Regions from separate parts of the Arachis hypogaea genome. Here region 1 is linked to region 2. A link is a contact called in public Hi-C data. All regions are on one chromosome and are shown on one strand. Each heading gives the region's core, a stretch centred on a gene start, on an enhancer-like site or on the middle of the called end of the contact. The rest is flanking DNA. Distances are from core to core; before and after follow the strand shown. Region 1 has its middle 11 kb from the start of LOC112800456. Region 2 holds the start of LOC112800445.

Evidence for each region. Hi-C and Micro-C count contacts between places; a contact is called where the count stands out from the background.
Region 1: a Hi-C map of an unstated tissue shows a contact between it and region 2, with 2.4 times the contacts expected there. The contact joins the enhancer-like site here to the promoter of LOC112800445 in region 2. A contact is called at or near these places in 2 of 8 Hi-C or Micro-C datasets (leaf and an unstated tissue).

What each region holds. Positions count from the first base shown.
Region 1 is chr1:21,366,557-21,371,668 of arahy.Tifrunner.gnm2.J5K5, forward strand. No RefSeq gene overlaps it. Among protein-coding and RNA genes, the nearest start is that of LOC112800456, 11 kb to the left of the region's middle. Within about 2 kb of position 3,810, at least 3 of the 3 cell types and tissues checked have open chromatin away from gene starts, as enhancers often do.
Region 2 is chr1:21,241,268-21,245,961 of arahy.Tifrunner.gnm2.J5K5, forward strand. LOC112800445 reads right to left here and starts at 2,125. Exons shown (of 4, transcript XM_025842730.3): 1 at 1,781-2,125; 2 at 1,346-1,517; 3 at 216-286; 4 at 1-130. The coding sequence starts at 1,939.

The DNA of each region.
Region 1 (5,112 bases), core at 2,560-5,059, 130 kb after region 2:
CAATAATTATTTGTAACATTTTTTCCCATAGTTACATGTAATTGATATAACTTTACTATTTATTTATACTTTAGTCAAAAAATATAGTCAAATTCAACATAATAAAAATTCACTTAATAAAAATGGTTTCATTTATTTTTATCCGATCTCATAAAAATTGGGCACAATAACAACCAACTTAACTCTACTTATCTGAATAAGATGAATCTTAACTAACTCATACTTATGTAGAAAAGATATTTTAACAACTTTCTTAACAAAAAGGAATTGTTATCAACTATAAAAAATGAAATTACTCTAAAAGGTGATTATCAATTTTACTACAAAAACATTAACATCCTCGGATATATTGAGAATCCAATTTATTAAAAATTTGTCTAAAATTTTTGCTAACTTAAGTATCGGAGTCTTTTACAGGTACCACCTCTCACCTCCTCACGAGAATTTCGAATGACGGCACCTCGGCACCAACACAAATCGGACATTACTTCAGAAAGAATTTGGACCTCACGTTCAAGCCAAAATCACTGTTTCAAGTAACATTCGAAACACTATTTTTTTTGGGTAATGGATTATATGGATAGCATGATGCATTTAAATTTCAAATACCTATTTTGCCCAAAAAGAAAAACACTAAAAAAATATTAATAACCATTTCAGTTTTACAAATATTAATGATAATAATATTTCTATAAAAAAAAATCATTTTGATTTCTCGTATTTGTTTCGACTAGTAAGTAATAAAAGATCAGAGAACATGAATTTCTTATACGCATTATAAATATATTTTGGTTCATGAGAGCATTTAATTTTTTTTCTTACTAGATAGGATTTAATTATTCTTTTCTTAATAGAAAATGACAAAAAGAAAAAATATTAATTCCCCAATTAAAAGTAGCTTGATCATTAACGATTGGAGAAGAATTATCCAAATTATTGTATGTTTTAGGTTTTGTTAGTGTTCACAAGTGGTTACCTGAGCAAAATGTTGAGTGAAAGGGATGGTAAAGCTTTTTAAATCTGTGTGGAAAAATATTTACAAGAAACTTTAACGCCGTCGACGAAGTAAATGTTTTAAATGTTTGAGTAAAGTATCGTTTTTGTCTCTAACATTTGGGGTAAATTCTATTTGTGCCTCTAACGTTTAAATCGTCCTATTTGTATCTGTAACGTTTATAAAAGTGATTCAATATTATCCTACTATCAATTATACTAACAAATCAGATTATATTTTTCAATTATTCTCACTTGGATATATTCATTCTCAATAGGTCTTACTTGGATGTGTTCGATTTTAATATTATACCCACTCTTTGTGTTTAGATTCAATTATGTTCCCTAGAAAAGTAAATTATATAAATGTTGTAGGAATTAATTTCAACTTTCGATGAGCTATTTTTCGGAGTGGATCATCGATTCTATCCTAAACATTTGTATTCTAACTTTAAGAAGAGATTTTTAAAACTATACTAAAGCGATCATGATGTGTAATTGACGACAGGATAACATTGAATCACTTTTACAAATATTAGGAATACAAATAGGACGATTTAAACGTTAGGGACACAAATAAAATTTACCTCAAACATTAAAGACAAAAACGATATTTTACTCTAAATGTTTTTAGGATTAGATTGCACCTTGAGCGTGCATTGAGCGTTCTATTTATAATATTTGGTGAAAATTGGGAAGAAATTTTGCGGAATTCGTGCCAGATCTTCCAAGGATTGGCATGCCCCAGGCAGGACATTCTTGAATTGATTTCAACTTGTAAACCCATCTCAAGAGTTAGAGGGTAACAGGTAACCAAGAATAATTTTTATAAATCATTTTCAGTTGTTAGTTGTTAAGCCACTATCAGTTGTTGAAATAACATTTTTAAAAGAGAGCAACGGATTTTTTCCTTTAATTATTTGCAATTGCTTTTTATAATGTAATTTTTTCATATTCATTTAGTTTCAAAAAGTTTCCTTTTACCTTGGTTTGTTTCTCCTACATTTATGTGCTATGGGAATCAATCAATAGAAATGGCTAAACGATCATAAGATGATTAATGGCCTTAGTGCACAGCACACCATGTTTGAAATTGTCTTCTATAATTCTATTTTAATGACCCAAAAAGCGTTTCCCTTTTTCTTTTTAATTTTTTTAAAATTCTTCCCATTCCCTTAGTCTAAAGTCTATCGTCTTTATATATGTCACAGATTTTAGCTTTTACCGTTTCTATGCCCCCCCACAAAACACACAACTTTTTCATGAAGGAAAGTGCTTCATCAAGAGGCAGCTTTTGCCCATGAATTGAAAGCCAATCAATTTGAAAGTACACAAAACAATCAAAAGGGGAAAAAATAATTAATAGTGGGTTCATCTTTTTATGGTTGCACATCTCAAACTTCTCATGGGGTGCTTGCCCCTTCTATTTGACATATCATTACTCTTCCCTTTTTGCAAAAATTTTCCTCTTCGAGTTAAAAACAATTATGATGAGTGGCTATTGGTTTTTTCTTTTATGTCAAACGATTCAATTTCGCTGATAGATAGAAACAAATATAATTTAAAAAATATTACATGAATACTCAAATTAGCTATCTGTATAAAAATAAAAAATATCATAGTTATATTTATGATTAAAATTAATAGAAAATATAATCAACCTATAGTTACATTTATAATAACACTTAATATAAAAATAGTAAAACTCGATTCACATTAATAATCTAATTAGAATCAAATTTATAATCAAAATACAAATAAAAATATAAAAATACCTACGGCGGCAAGTCGGCAACTTATATGTTTGCACGCATTGTTCAAAAGTTTAATTATTCTAAAAAAATTTGATTATTCTAATAGGAACTTACTCTATTGAAAAAACTTGTGAAACATGCATAAATATACATAATTATAAATACATATACATGATGGCTAAATAAGAAGCTATGCTTTGTTAATTAATAATGTACTTTATGAATCTTAATTTGGCCGATGATCATCTTTCGGATCCTATCAACATTAGGCAGCAGCAATCGTAAATTAATTTTCCAGCATGATCAATAATGGACAGCCACTGGTCGGTTGCTTTGTGTATTAGGGTTCTTTAAGGAGAGATTGATCATTCATGCATGCATGTTGGCCCATACCACCTTTCTTCTTTTCTTCTATATGCATATTTTAAAGCTTGATGCTTATTCCCACACATATTGTAAGCGTGCAAAGATATAGAGAGAGAAAGAGAGAAATTAACAGTGAGTCTCCCTTTTTTTTTTTCGATGAGTGCCCACTGTATTCCGTGTACTATTTTAATCGACGAACACTCCCATGCAATTTCTTTATATAAAGTTGATAACTGAAAATTATTAAATAATAATTTAGTGAAATTTATCAAATTATTTAGCAATTCTTAAATATCAATTTCATATGAAGACAATTGTAAATGAATTTTCACCCTTTTAATTTGTACGAATGTTTTTCTTAAAACTTTAGTATTTTTTTTTTTACATTTTATTTTATAGATAAGATAGCAATGACAACGACCAGCTTATGTCTTTTATGTTTTCTATGGGTACAGTTTCTGTAGAAAAGATGAACTCAGGTGTTAAATCATTTCCAACTCAATGAATAGTAGGTTCTTCAGGGATCTTTGTCTCTGTGTCTCTGTTTTCCATCTTTAAACAAACCCCGAGTTTCTAGATACAAAAAACAATATAAATTTTTAATTTATGAACAATGAAGTATATAAAGCTAAGCCACAGTACAGCACGAGAAAAGAAAGCCTTGCTAGTTGCAACTAAAACAAAACTAAATTGTCGGATCCTGCAAGCCTGCAACTTGGCTAAAATTAAATTCATTCAGACTTGAAGCTTTACGCAATGGAGGAGCCCACAGTAGAACTCAGCAGAAAAAAGGCTTCGGCCCAGAAATAAACTAAGCAACACAAAGTTCGGCCCATATTTCTTTTTTCAAGAGGTTTTTCTTTTTTTTGGTAATATTTTTCAAGACGTATTTATAACTACTACCCCGTGCCTCCTTCTCCGAAACCCAAAATAATAAGAGGACCAAATTAAGGAAAACAACATCACCAACAAAAAAGAAGATTCAATGTGTTGATGTCCTTTTTTTTCCCTCAATAATAATAAGAATATTGTACTATAAATAAATGAAATGAAGAGATATTTTAATGTGAATCTTTTATATATATATATATATATGCTACAAATATTAAGGCTAAATCTATTAACATTTATTAAGAAAATAAAGTATTTATCATCTTAATTTATCTCATATTTTTGTTATTATTTATGTGTAAATAATAATAATAATAATAATAATAATAATAATAATAATAATAATAATAATAATAATATGTTGAGCTGAGAGTGGATTTGCAAGTTTAATTTTAAAATCAAACTATGTTGTATTTCATCACTAGTTATAAATATTGAATGTGAATTTATCAAAATTTCTAAGAGTATGTTTGCTATATATGTATCTCAAGAAAGTAAAAAAGAAATGAAGGAGAAGAGAGAGGAAGGAAGTGAAGACAAAGCTAAAGCATAGATGGGAGGATATAGATGCAGAAACTTAAATTAAAAGTAGAAAAATAAATTAAAAATTATTTATTACAGAAAGCTTGAAAAAGAAAGCTCGAAAAAGAAAGATCAGAGTAAAAGGCTTACAAAGGATTCTCAGAGCCTCTCTCTAATTTCTCTCTCTATTCTTTTTCTTCTAAAAACTATGCTCCAAAATGTTGCTGAAGCGCATTTTTTATAGGCTTAGATTCTACTGTTTCTACAGTACAGGTAATGTTGACCTACATTATAGCTACAGTATTGAAGAATGAACTTTTGTGTGGTCTAGAATTCACAAATATATTCGCGTTGCTAGTATATTTTCTAAACCAACAAAGAATCATTTCATACAAAAATTTGTTTGTCACAAGTAACAAACCCCTTAAAAGTAATAACCGAAGTATTCAAACCTTGGGTCGTCTCTCAAGGAATTGCAGGGAAGTGTGCTTATAATTGGTTATGGAAAAGTATGTTTTGGGATTTTGAATGAGAAACAAGAAATGTAAATGGTAATGAAAATCAATGATAAAGAGGTCTTGGCAAG
Region 2 (4,694 bases), core at 875-3,374:
CTCTCTTGGCTTTAGCTTTTGCTGCTGCGACTTTGGCTTCAAATTTAGCTAAGGATTTCTTGTTCGCGTCATTTGCTGCGGCAATTAAATCTTTCCCTTCGACAGCAACAGATTTAACCCGCCTTTTAAACTGTTGACTCAATCCATATAAGACAAACAGGCAATAAGACAAAAGAGACATGTATGTATAGATTTTAAGATTTTAACTACTACACCTTCTTTGATTTCTCATCAATATCATCTCCAGGAAGTAATCTCGGTCGTTTCTTTGGTGGTTCGGGTTCATCTGCAGCCACATATATACATATAAGCCTAAACCTTAAACCCTAAACTACATACAAAATGCAATGCAATTGTCAATATTGGAAAATAAATCACAAATTTGAGTATTATTATTTTTATCATTAAACATCATAAAGTGCATCAGTTTCTCAGCATGCTAAAGACAAAAATCGTCATGGTAACGATAAGGGTGGACAAACACATCATTAATTAGTTGCAAAAGTGGACGTTCTGCTAAGGTGGGCGACCCACATGTTTTCGATCTTCAACTTCAAGTGGTGTTTGTAAGCAACTTATGATTAGACTGTATTCAATTTGCCTTGAAGTGAAATGGTGAGATGGTAAGATGAAAAGTAAAAGTGAGAGAAAAGTAGTTTGTTTATTGACTTAGTGTTAAACAAGGATTTTATAATGTACTAATATAAGCATAAAAAGTTTTAGTTTTCCTGTTTAGATGTTAGATTGAATTCATCGCTTCAAGATTGTGTTTTAGATCCCTAAACCAACTAAGTTAGATGAACCGAACTATAACACTTGTAAAATTTACATAATTATATGATCCAGTGGTTAGCAAGTACAATCATTGTGGTTCAGTTGGGCAACAAGTTGAGGCAGACCAAATAAGAAGCCATAATAGCAGAGGCCCTAGGCATGCATGCTAGTACTTGCACAAAACTGACACTTGACAACTTCTCAGAAACTCAATGCTTAACTAACTAACAAAATAGATAATTGATTGTCATGCAACATCACAAAACAAAACAAACACTAAAAAGTTCAAAGAAAAAAAAAATCATTTGAAATTTTTCTGATGGGGTCAACAAAACAATAGATTGCAGAGTACATCCTGGGGATCCACCTTCTCAACCATTAGAGAATCAGGTGCGTGTTCTATATTCTGAAAAAAAGTTAGTACTATTATTATGAAATGCAGCTTTTTTGCAACATTACAGAGATTAAATAATTAAAGATAGAAACCATAAATATATATTGAAATTTCAAAACCAAGCATGAATAGACAAGTAAGCCAGTAGAAAAGGGGTCATTTGATTCAGTGAGTTACCAAAATGATCAAACACTATTCCTGGTTGGCGAACATGCTTGAACAAGCGAATGCCAGGTTCTCTTACTTCTTCTTCTTGGTTGATCTTGGGATCTTCATCATTCAGAACAGGATCAGGTTCCTTCACTATCTCTATAGTCTCTTCCAACATGTCATGTAGAAGCTTTTGTGCCTGCCATGAGCATCATCATCACCATAAGACCAAGAAAAAGGAATTGGGAAACGTGGAACATAACACCCACTCATTAGAGTTTTCTTTCAAAAAAAATAAATTCCTAGGCCGACATATTAGATATAAACCATTCCTATATTTTTATCTAAATTTTAAAAGAAAAAGACAAATAAATGAAAATTCCTCTAACCATTGTAAATAAGAGAAAGGACATATGTGTCCTCAGCTTACAAATCAGAGTTTAGAAACAGAAAGAAACGAACCTGGAGTTGGTAGTGCTTAAGGTGTGGGGCTTTGGGCTTGCGTTCTTGGGCGGCATTGGGATTGGGGTAAGTGGTGGTTCCGGCGATGGAATTGATGGCCGCCCTCCATGCCGCATCACCATCTTCTTCGCCACTGCTGCTGCTGCCTCCAGCTTCCATCCAACTTCAACTTTTCTTTAGGAATTAGGACACTTCACCTAAGAATAATTGGGCTTTTTCTAGGGATACCACCTATTGGGCCTAATTTTTAACTAATTCTTTAAGAAATATAAAAGACAAAGAGGGCTTAAAACTTATTACCTATTAGATGGACAAAACCATCTTCAGACCATAAATAATTGGCATAATAATGTTCCGGCCCAAATACTATGTCGTTTTGTGGTTCATCAGTCATCACCAAACTCCTAAAAGTGTTGAATTGTTTTTTTTTTTCAAATTTTTTTTTTATTTATGAAATAAATTGTAAGAGATTATATTTTATTATTTTATTCTCTAAAGTGAAATTTAAAATGTAGATGATCCAAATATGTAAATTTTAATCTCTTTGGGAGTTTCTTGTGGCAAAGCAAGGAGAGCTAATTGGAGATTTCCTTGACATGGTCACTTAATTGGACACTGTCTAGGTTTCCAATTCACTTTGTGAACTTTCTTTTTAGCTCACAAGAGTTTCCTTACTTGGTTATAATTTAAGTTCATAATGGTGTACCTTGTACCAAATTATCTTTCCACATTTCATAATTACTAATTAAACTATAGATGTTTTCTGTAAAATGTTGCCATACAAAATAGATATATTATATATTCAAATGAAATTATGTCTAATTTATATATGTATTTGATTAAACTTTATGATAAGTAATTCAACCAATGATCCATGTATTCATCGATTATCTAAATCGATTTTAAGAACTATGTGTATAATTTCTCAAGGGCAAGGAGCTGCTCTCCAAAAGGAATTTGGGTGTACAAATACATAATACACTTAGATTTTTCCAATAGAAAAGATGACAAACAGTAAAATTATTTTCTCTACATTTTTTTATTTTTGTGTCAGGAAATGTACAATTGTGTATTGATTAATTGGTTTAGTAGAATCATTTTGTCCCAAGTATTAATTGGTTTAGTAGAATCGTTTTGTCCCAAGTGATTTTTCTTTTCCTCTTCACTGGAAATTACAACTTGCAATCATGTTCTATTTCTAGCTTGTCAGAATTTCATAATTTGCTTCTGAAATTTAGTTGATGGACTCATGAGAAAGTGATGTTATGTTTACGCCACTTTTTACTACTGTTTTTTTTTTTTTTCTAATTCTTTTGAAATAATAATTTTTTCTTTGGTCTCTTCTTGTATTGGGTGCCTAAGATGCTCGCAAAACCAATAATCTAAAAGTTACTTCTCATTTATTAATTCTATAATATTAATTACATTTTAAAATATTGAATACATTATAAACTTGAAAAAAAATCCGATAAAAAAAGATAATTTTAATAATAAAAATTTTTAATTTGTAGACCTTTTGTCCAATATATTATCTATTATTTATTACATTATCTATTATCTATCTATTTATTATATTAAAATTAGGTTCATACACTTAATATAAAGATTATATAACATACTGCTAAGAGTATTTTTCAATTTATTTTATTTAATTCATTAAATTTATTTTATTATAATAAATTAATTTATTAAATAATTTAATTAAATATTTAAGTATCACATAATTTATTATAATTTATATCAATCAATTAATTGTAATTCATTATATCAGATAATTGATTGATTAATTTTGCATAATGAAATAGTGGAAGTTGCTCTAGGTTAAAATTCACATTTTGATTTACTAATAAAATAAAAGAACAATCTCTATAATTATTTAAATTATCTTTCCATAAAGTAATCTATATATATCGAATTCTAATAAAATTTTATCTATTTTTAGTGTTATATCTTATAGAGTATTGAGTAAATATTTTTTCACATATTATATTAAGACTTTGTCTACTAAAATTCATTATAATCAAAATTTCACTATGTCGTAGCATACATGTAAAGCTTTATTTTCTCACATTATTTATTTATTTATTTAATTTACATAAATTACATTGAAAATTTTTATTTAATTACATAATTTTTGAAAGAGAGTTTTGTAATATATTCTTTTATTTTCTCCTTCCATATACCCCAATATATCCTTTTTGTATTCTAGTGTAATCTCATGACTATATTTTATTTAATTTTATTTTTTTATATATAATGTTAAATCTCTTTGTAATTGTAATTCCTTTACATACGATTTTCACATTGCAGATGTGAAACTACACTTTGATACCAAGAGATTTTTATATATATTAATTAAAGTGTTCGATCACGTGCTTTTTTTAATCTAATTAAACTTTTTTAATATATATATAACCATGATATCCACCATAAAGTATGATAACTAATTATTCCTTAACTTAATTAAATGTACTTTAATTGAGGAAATAGTTTCACGTGAATTTTAAATATTTTCTAAAATGTGTTATTTCACTTGAATATTAATTCTAATAGAGACATAAATAAAATTGAAATAAGTATCTAATTAATTTTGTTATTTAATATTATTTCTAACATTTCTTAAGGTAGCGTTTGGTGGAAAGACAGAGACGGAAAGATTGAGACCGAGAGATGGTGCGGTATTTTACAACCCACAAACTTACCGGCAAGTGCACCGGGTCGTACCAAGTAATACCTTACGTGAGTAGGGGTTGATCCCACAAGGATTGATGGATCAAGCAACAATGATTGATTGATTGGCTTAGTTAGGCAAGCAGAAATTGATTTTGATATTGAGATGTTTAAAAGGTTAAGTTAAAATATCATAAGGCAGGTACGCAAGTAATTAAGTTAAAAATAAAATATGGGAAAACAG